Regions from separate parts of the Rattus norvegicus genome. Here region 1 is linked to region 2. A link is a contact called in public Hi-C data. All regions are on one chromosome and are shown on one strand. Each heading gives the region's core, a stretch centred on a gene start, on an enhancer-like site or on the middle of the called end of the contact. The rest is flanking DNA. Distances are from core to core; before and after follow the strand shown. Region 1 overlaps Fchsd2 (FCH and double SH3 domains 2). Region 2 holds the start of Fchsd2 (FCH and double SH3 domains 2).

Region 1 (3,229 bases), core at 95-2,594, 160 kb after region 2:
TTCTGTAGATATCTGTTAGGTCCATCTGACTTATAAATTTTAGTTTCATTATTTCTCTGTTTAGTTATTGCCTGGATGACCTGTTGATTGGTGAGAGTAGGGTATTGCAGTCTCCCACTATTGGCGTTCATTGTGTCATGTAAGCTTATTTTAATGTTTCTTTTGCAAATGTGGGTACCCTTGTATTTGAGGCATAGATGTTCAGAACTGAGGCATCCTCTTGATGTATTTTTTTCTTTGATGAGTAGGAAGTGTCCTCCATCTCTTTTGATTACTAACTAGTTTTGAGACCTGTAAAAAGCAAGAATAGGTGGTCCATGCACAAGAAAAAAGGAGTCAATAAACAATGTTGAGCCATTGAGATGGCTCAATTGGCAAGGGTACTTCCGGCCAAGTTGATCTGAGCTCAGGCCTCAGAACCCACATGAGGAGAAAGTTGCTTACTGACTTCCATACGTACATTATTACACATTCATGATAGATAGGTGAATGGAAGGACGATGGACAGATAGACAGACAGGTGAGAAAATGTTTTTAAGTATAAAACTGTTCCCGGGGAACTTTATTTTTGAAATCTACTTGAACACTGATTTTAAATTGCTTATTCTAACATGTTCAGAAAACTAAAATTAATTATGTCTAAAGAGCAGAAGGAGAATATAAAATTAAGGTTCACCAAATTTTTAAAAAATATCAATAAGGAGAATGAATTATTAAGGTGAATCAAAAGTTAAAAGTGAAATAATCAGCTGGGAGACAGAGGCCCATGGACATCTTTGAGTTTAAGGCCAGCCTAGTCTAATGAGTAAGTTCCCAGACAGCCAGGCCCACACAGTAGAATCCTGTCTTGAGAAAGAAAAAAAAATAAAGTAACTGAGCTGGAGTTTAGCTTAGCAGTAGAGCATTTCTCTAATGTGTTAAAGTGTTAGGTTGTATCCCTCAGCACTACCCAAACAGATAAATACTGAGAGGATTTGGCAACAAAACTGAGCTAGTAAGAGTCTGTGAACTTAGAGGTAAATATGTTGCAATTATCCTGTGCAAGAATAAGTGGTTAATACTGGTCTGCTTTCAAAGACAATGCATAAGGTTTGGTGCAGAAGTATATGTCTCTTACCCTAGCACTTGAGAGGTGGAGGCAGGAGAATTAAGAATTCAAGTCCACGGCCTGGCCTGGTGGCACAGACCTTTAATTCTAGCCCTCAGGAGACAAAGGCACCCAGGTCCTAGTGAGTTGGAGGCTAGCCTACTCTACATCGCAAGTTTCAAAACAACCAGGACTACATAGAGAGACGTTGACTCAGGGCAGGAAAAAGGAAAGAAATTTAAGTTGCATAAGAAGCTCAAGACCAGCCTTGACCACGTGAAACCTGAGGGAGAGAGAGAGAAGTCACTGCATAAGCAGTTATAAAGCATTGTGATGACTTAAATGTAGACATGCTTTGCACAGTAGTAATAACCAGAAAGGGGAAGAAAATGGAGCAACATTGCTCCATTTTCAAATGCTGCTAGTATTGTGCTGTATTAATCCAAACCAGATTGTTTTGAAATAAAATGCTACTTGTAACTTCCAGACACATGCTACAAACATCATTAACAAAAACATGGTGAAAGAAATAAGGTAATTAAAATAGCACATAAAGGACTTAACAGATTCTATGGAAAGCTATTATTTCAGTTTTTTGGTGAGAAATAGAATGAAAAATTACATTACACAAACTCATGACAGACTCAGACGCAGAAACCAAGTCTGTCACTCAGTTCTTTTACTATGGTAAGTGGGAAATCATTGAAGTTTTCTGGTTAAAATAGTTCAGTTTTATTATTTTAATAACCATCTTTTTATGGGTAGCATTCTTTTAGACTTCATTCAATCTGGAACGTTCAGGAAGCGTGAGTGTTTTCTAGAGTGATATTGCTAAGTCATGGTGAAGCGGGGATTTTAACGCTTGTGTGTGTGGTAGGAGACTTGCTCTTGTCTCATGCTCCAGTGGCCTTGCAGCCTATGTTTTCCAGGACTGCAACAGACTGCAGATGGCCATAGTAGTTGGGCAAACCTCACATCCTGACTTCTCTTCCTGCCAATGGGTACTCAGTAGAGAGCACAAATTTTAAAAAAGCAGTGTTAGACTTTTTCCTTGCTTTGCTTTGTAATTCAGATGAAAAGTTATCTTATTTGCTTCCTCTTCGCAGAACCTAAAGTAGCTCAGAGCTTTTAAGTAAAATGACCAAGTATAAAACTAGATAAGGTATTCCTAATTTTATTTCATATCACTCGACAAATGCAGCCATGGGTTAAGATATTTACACTTAAGAAATGCAGCCCAGAACTTGCTTTTATTTTTTTAGATTTATAAAATGTTATTTTGTTATTTACTCTTACAATTTGGGGACTTCTGAAAAAATAAACAAAAGCAAGTTGGCGACCAGTGTTTTTCTTCCAGTATCAGCAGAGGAGGACTGAAGGATTCCATGATTTAATTTTAAGCCAGCTCACATTTATCATCTTGATATTTATTTCCTTGACTTTTGCCCAGCACTATTTTAGAAATACCCACTGGTCTCAGAAAAAGAAGAGCTTGTTTTTCTAGTCTGCTTGAAGGAAGATCTCAGCATAATGCTGAGTACAGAATCTGACCTTCCTGAATCTAAATAAGGAGGCCACTGTTTAAAGTTCTCTCTTAAGGGGAAATTACATCAAATACTTAGAAAAATCGCATGTTTTTTTTTTTCTCCTAATTCCTAGCTCATCATAATTTTCCTCTTTGAGCAAGTTCCAGGAAATTTATACTTTTCCTGTAAAGTTGATGTTGAGTAGAGGACACTAGAATTCCACGTTTCTGAATTTGTCTTTATGATGCCCCCCTCTTCTCCTTCCAATTTGAGTACTTGCCCTAATGAACTTGTATTCCATATTCAATAGATGTTAGGGACTGTGCAAATAGAATGAGTAAAGAAACCAGAAATAATATGTAGAAAAACATTTCCATTTAGCCTGTAGCTAACTGCAAAGAAACATGGCCACTTAAAGACGTTCAAATTCAGTGTTTTTTTAAAATGCTGTTGGCCATTCACATGTGCTGACTTAAGGCCTATGGTTTCTCAATTTACGTATTACAGGAGTCTTTTCCTAGATATTTGTATTAAGGGGCTGAAGAGTTGGTTCAGCAGTTAAGAGCACTTGTTGATCTTACGGAGGACCTTGGGATGATTCCCAGCACCTACATGA
Region 2 (3,139 bases), core at 550-3,049:
CAAGAGCTGGAGGAGTGTGATGAATGGGGCCATCTCCCTACCTGTAGTAGTTGTGCCTCAGTGGAGGCCAGGACTCTGGGTTCCCATCCACTGTTTCCTTGCCCCAGGCCTTCCTGGATCTGAATGAGGACACAGGTGGCAAATGGCTTCAAGGAAACCAGAAATAGTAGAGAAGGCTTTCTAGTTTATACACAGCTCTCAACTCTGACTCCGCTGTTAGAATGAGGGTTAACTCGATGTAAAACAGTTGGGTCCAAGTCCACCTTCTGGTCACGGAGTCGGTAGGTTATCTGGTGAGACATGTTGGTCTAGTCTCGTTTCATTGACCTTCCTTTTTTGCCGGAACTGAGTGCAAACTGAGAACAGCTATCTGGGACTTCAAGTTCTGAATTAAGTGGGGGAGGGGGAGATCCAGTCCATACTGTGGCTGTGTATGGATCTGTGGCTCAAAGCTAGTGCTGAAGAATGAGGAAGAGGGTTTTCCACTATTCCAAGCAACCCAGAAGGAGCCTGGTACTCCTCGGGTGGTCTGGACAGAGCAAGAAGGTACCTGATGGGACCCTGCTGAGAATGAGCATTGTCACTGTCAGATGAGGTTGAGTTCATCCAACTAGTTCAGGACAGTCAAAGCGGGTTGACCTAGAAGTCCTCCTTTCCAGACAACGACTTCCTTCAGAGGTTTCCTCCGTGGCCCTTGCTGTCTCTCTATGCTTCTTAAATCTCCACCTATTCCTTCTTTCCTCTGCCATGCTAGTGATGAACCCAGGGCCTCCCTGGCTGCTAGGTATGCACCCTAACACCTCGCAACATACCCCTCCTCACACACAGCCCTTGCTTGTTTCTTATATCCCAAATAACCCTTCCTGACTCAAGGATTCTAGTCATGCCATGTGACCTTGAGGGCGTCTCCAATTCTCTGAGGACACTAGCCTTCCTATCTGTGATATGGGAGTTGCCGACTCAAGAGATTTTCATTTTTTTCCCCCAGTCGACTCCACGATGTCTGGCTAAGTACTCTGGAATAGAGGGCCATTCGTTCCTTTGCCTGGCGATTTTAGGTTATTTTCACCTGCCCTCCTCCAATGGCATAGGTCTGGCACCTGCGGTCAGTTGTAAAAGGACTTATTCAGGCTAAAATCTCAGTGCACATTTAGCTGACTAGGAGGGAGGGTACAACTGAGGGATTGAGAGGAAGCAAAAATCCCGAATTCTCTTAGCTACCTCCTTCCTTATCGCAAACAATCCCACTATGAGCCTAGCCCCCCTCTACTCATGCCAATTCCCACACAAACTGTGCAGCTGCAGATGCATGCAGGAGGCGGGGGCGGCCTGTGCGCGTGCGTCGGAGCAGAGCCCTCTCCCTCCCACGTGCGCGCTCCCGGGAGGAGTCGCGCGCCCCAGCAGGCTGGCGGGAAGGCGCGCGGGAAGCCCCCAGCTGCCTTCTCGGTGTTGGGGGAGGGAGGAAGGGAAGCGTCTGGAACGTTCCATCGTCTGAGGGAACTAGGGTATTTCTCGAGTCCCGTTCCCGTTCCCACCCTTCCTCTCTACCGAAAAATCCATTAAGCTTCCCCCTTTCTCACACCGAGATCTGGAGCCCCGTAGCGCGGCCTGGCTCCCCCCTCCCATCCTGAAGCAGGCGGTGGCCCGAAGCACATCCCTCTGCAGCCGGAGCGGGGCGCTGTGGCCCGCGCCGGGGCCGGAAATTCCCGCGGCCTGAGTGGTTGGCGGAGCTCTAGCGGGGAGCGCGGCGCCGCCTTCCTCCTTCCCGGGCCGGGCGGGGGCGTTGGGCACCGCGAGGGCCGGGCTGCCAGAGTGGGTGGGGGGCCGCCGCGTCAGCCAGCTGCAGCCGGGCCGCGGCAGGCGGCGAGCGCGGACGACGCGGCCGCTCCTCCTCAGCCGCCGGGCAAGCGGCGAGCCCCCCAGCGCCCCTGCTCGCGGCCCCCGCCCCCTGGCCGTCTCCGCCTCCTTTCCTCACACACCCCCCGGGCCGCCCGGGCCCCAGGCCTTCCCCGCGCTCCTCCTTCTCTCCACACTCGCTGCTGCGACCCGGGTGCTCCTGCCGCTCGCCTGCCTCGCAGCCTCTGGGCCGATTGATTCCTCTTCCTTCTCCTTCTCAGGCTCTCCTTTCACACACGCACACGCGCGCGCCCTGCAGCTTGCTGGGCCGCCCCCTTTTCTCCAACCCTCCTCACCCTCACAGTCTTTTAAACGCCGCCGTCGGGGGTGGGCGGAGGATTGATGTCCCTTCAGCATCATGCAGCCGCCGCCGAGGAAGGTAAGGGCGCAGCTGGCGGTGGGCTTTGGAGATTTGGGGGGTGGTGGTGCGTACAAAGAACGCGGCTGGGGCGACCGCTGCGCCCCCTCCCCCTTCCCGCAAGGGGCCAAGACCACTCTAGCCTCTTGGCTTGTCAGAGTTGCCGCCCGCTCCAGGCAGGGGGTCGCGTGTGTGGGGTGTCTTTCTGACGGAGGGGCGGCCAGTGCTTCTCTGTACTAGGGAAGACACCTCCCTCCCCCCTAGACATTCGCTAGAGTTTTTTTCGGGCATGCAAGTGTGTGTCTGTCTGCATGGCAGTGCTGCCCAGAGCAAAGTGCATTCTCAGAGCTGCACCGAGGAGAGGCGGGGGAGCCCCTGCAGATTTGCAGAGCCTTGTGCGTGACGGATTGTTTAGTCTGCGCCAGGTTCGAGCCCTCCAGTCGCTTGTCGACACTCCACCCATTGGCAAATTCGCGGGGGGATTTGTTTCAAGTCTAGCCCCAAGATTTGGCCTGTCTTTTTTCCCACGGGGCTGCGGAAAAGAAGTTGGAACGGTCTCCGCCCTCCCACCCCAAGGGAAAGCAAATTAAGGATTGACGGGTCCTGCTAACCCCCCCCCCCCCCCATCCCTCTTGCCCCGCCTCGGGCTAGGAGGCCAGGGAAACAGCAGAGCTCCCAGTAGGAAAGCCAGAACCTGGCGATGTGGCTTGAGCCCTACGGTTGGGGTTTAGATGGCCTAGGTGGCAGTGAAGGTGCTCTGGGGCTTGTCAGCAGCTTCCCAGCTGCTCCCTTCTACACCTTTCCGCACTGCTAAGGCAGTGTCCTGTCTCTTTAAATCTTTCAGATGGATACTAGGTATCTACTCTGAACAGTGGGTAGAGACAG

The links. A called contact is a pair of places that touch in the nucleus more often than the background predicts.
Region 1: a contact with region 2 is called in a Hi-C map of liver, with 2.2 times the contacts expected there. The contact joins the enhancer-like site here to the promoter of Fchsd2 in region 2. A contact is called at or near these places in 9 of 12 Hi-C or Micro-C datasets (the A7r5 cell line, the Rat2 cell line, Schwann cells and 4 more) and 1 of 1 datasets of contacts at active chromatin or transcription factors (oligodendrocytes).

What each region holds. Positions count from the first base shown.
Region 1 is chr1:165,028,062-165,031,290 of GRCr8, forward strand. All of the region lies in intron 8 of Fchsd2 (FCH and double SH3 domains 2), which reads left to right. Among named protein-coding and RNA genes, the nearest start is that of Atg16l2, 86 kb to the right of the region's middle. Within about 2 kb of position 1,345, at least 13 of the 93 cell types and tissues checked have an H3K27ac peak or open chromatin away from gene starts, as enhancers often do. A contact at or near this core is called in liver, where this site is marked.
Region 2 is chr1:164,869,041-164,872,179 of GRCr8, forward strand. Fchsd2 (FCH and double SH3 domains 2) reads left to right here and starts at 1,800. Exons shown (of 20, transcript NM_001395742.1): 1 at 1,800-2,275. The coding sequence starts at 2,255. LOC120097346 (a long non-coding RNA gene) reads right to left here and starts at 1,397. Exons shown (of 5, transcript XR_005494596.2): 1 at 1-1,397.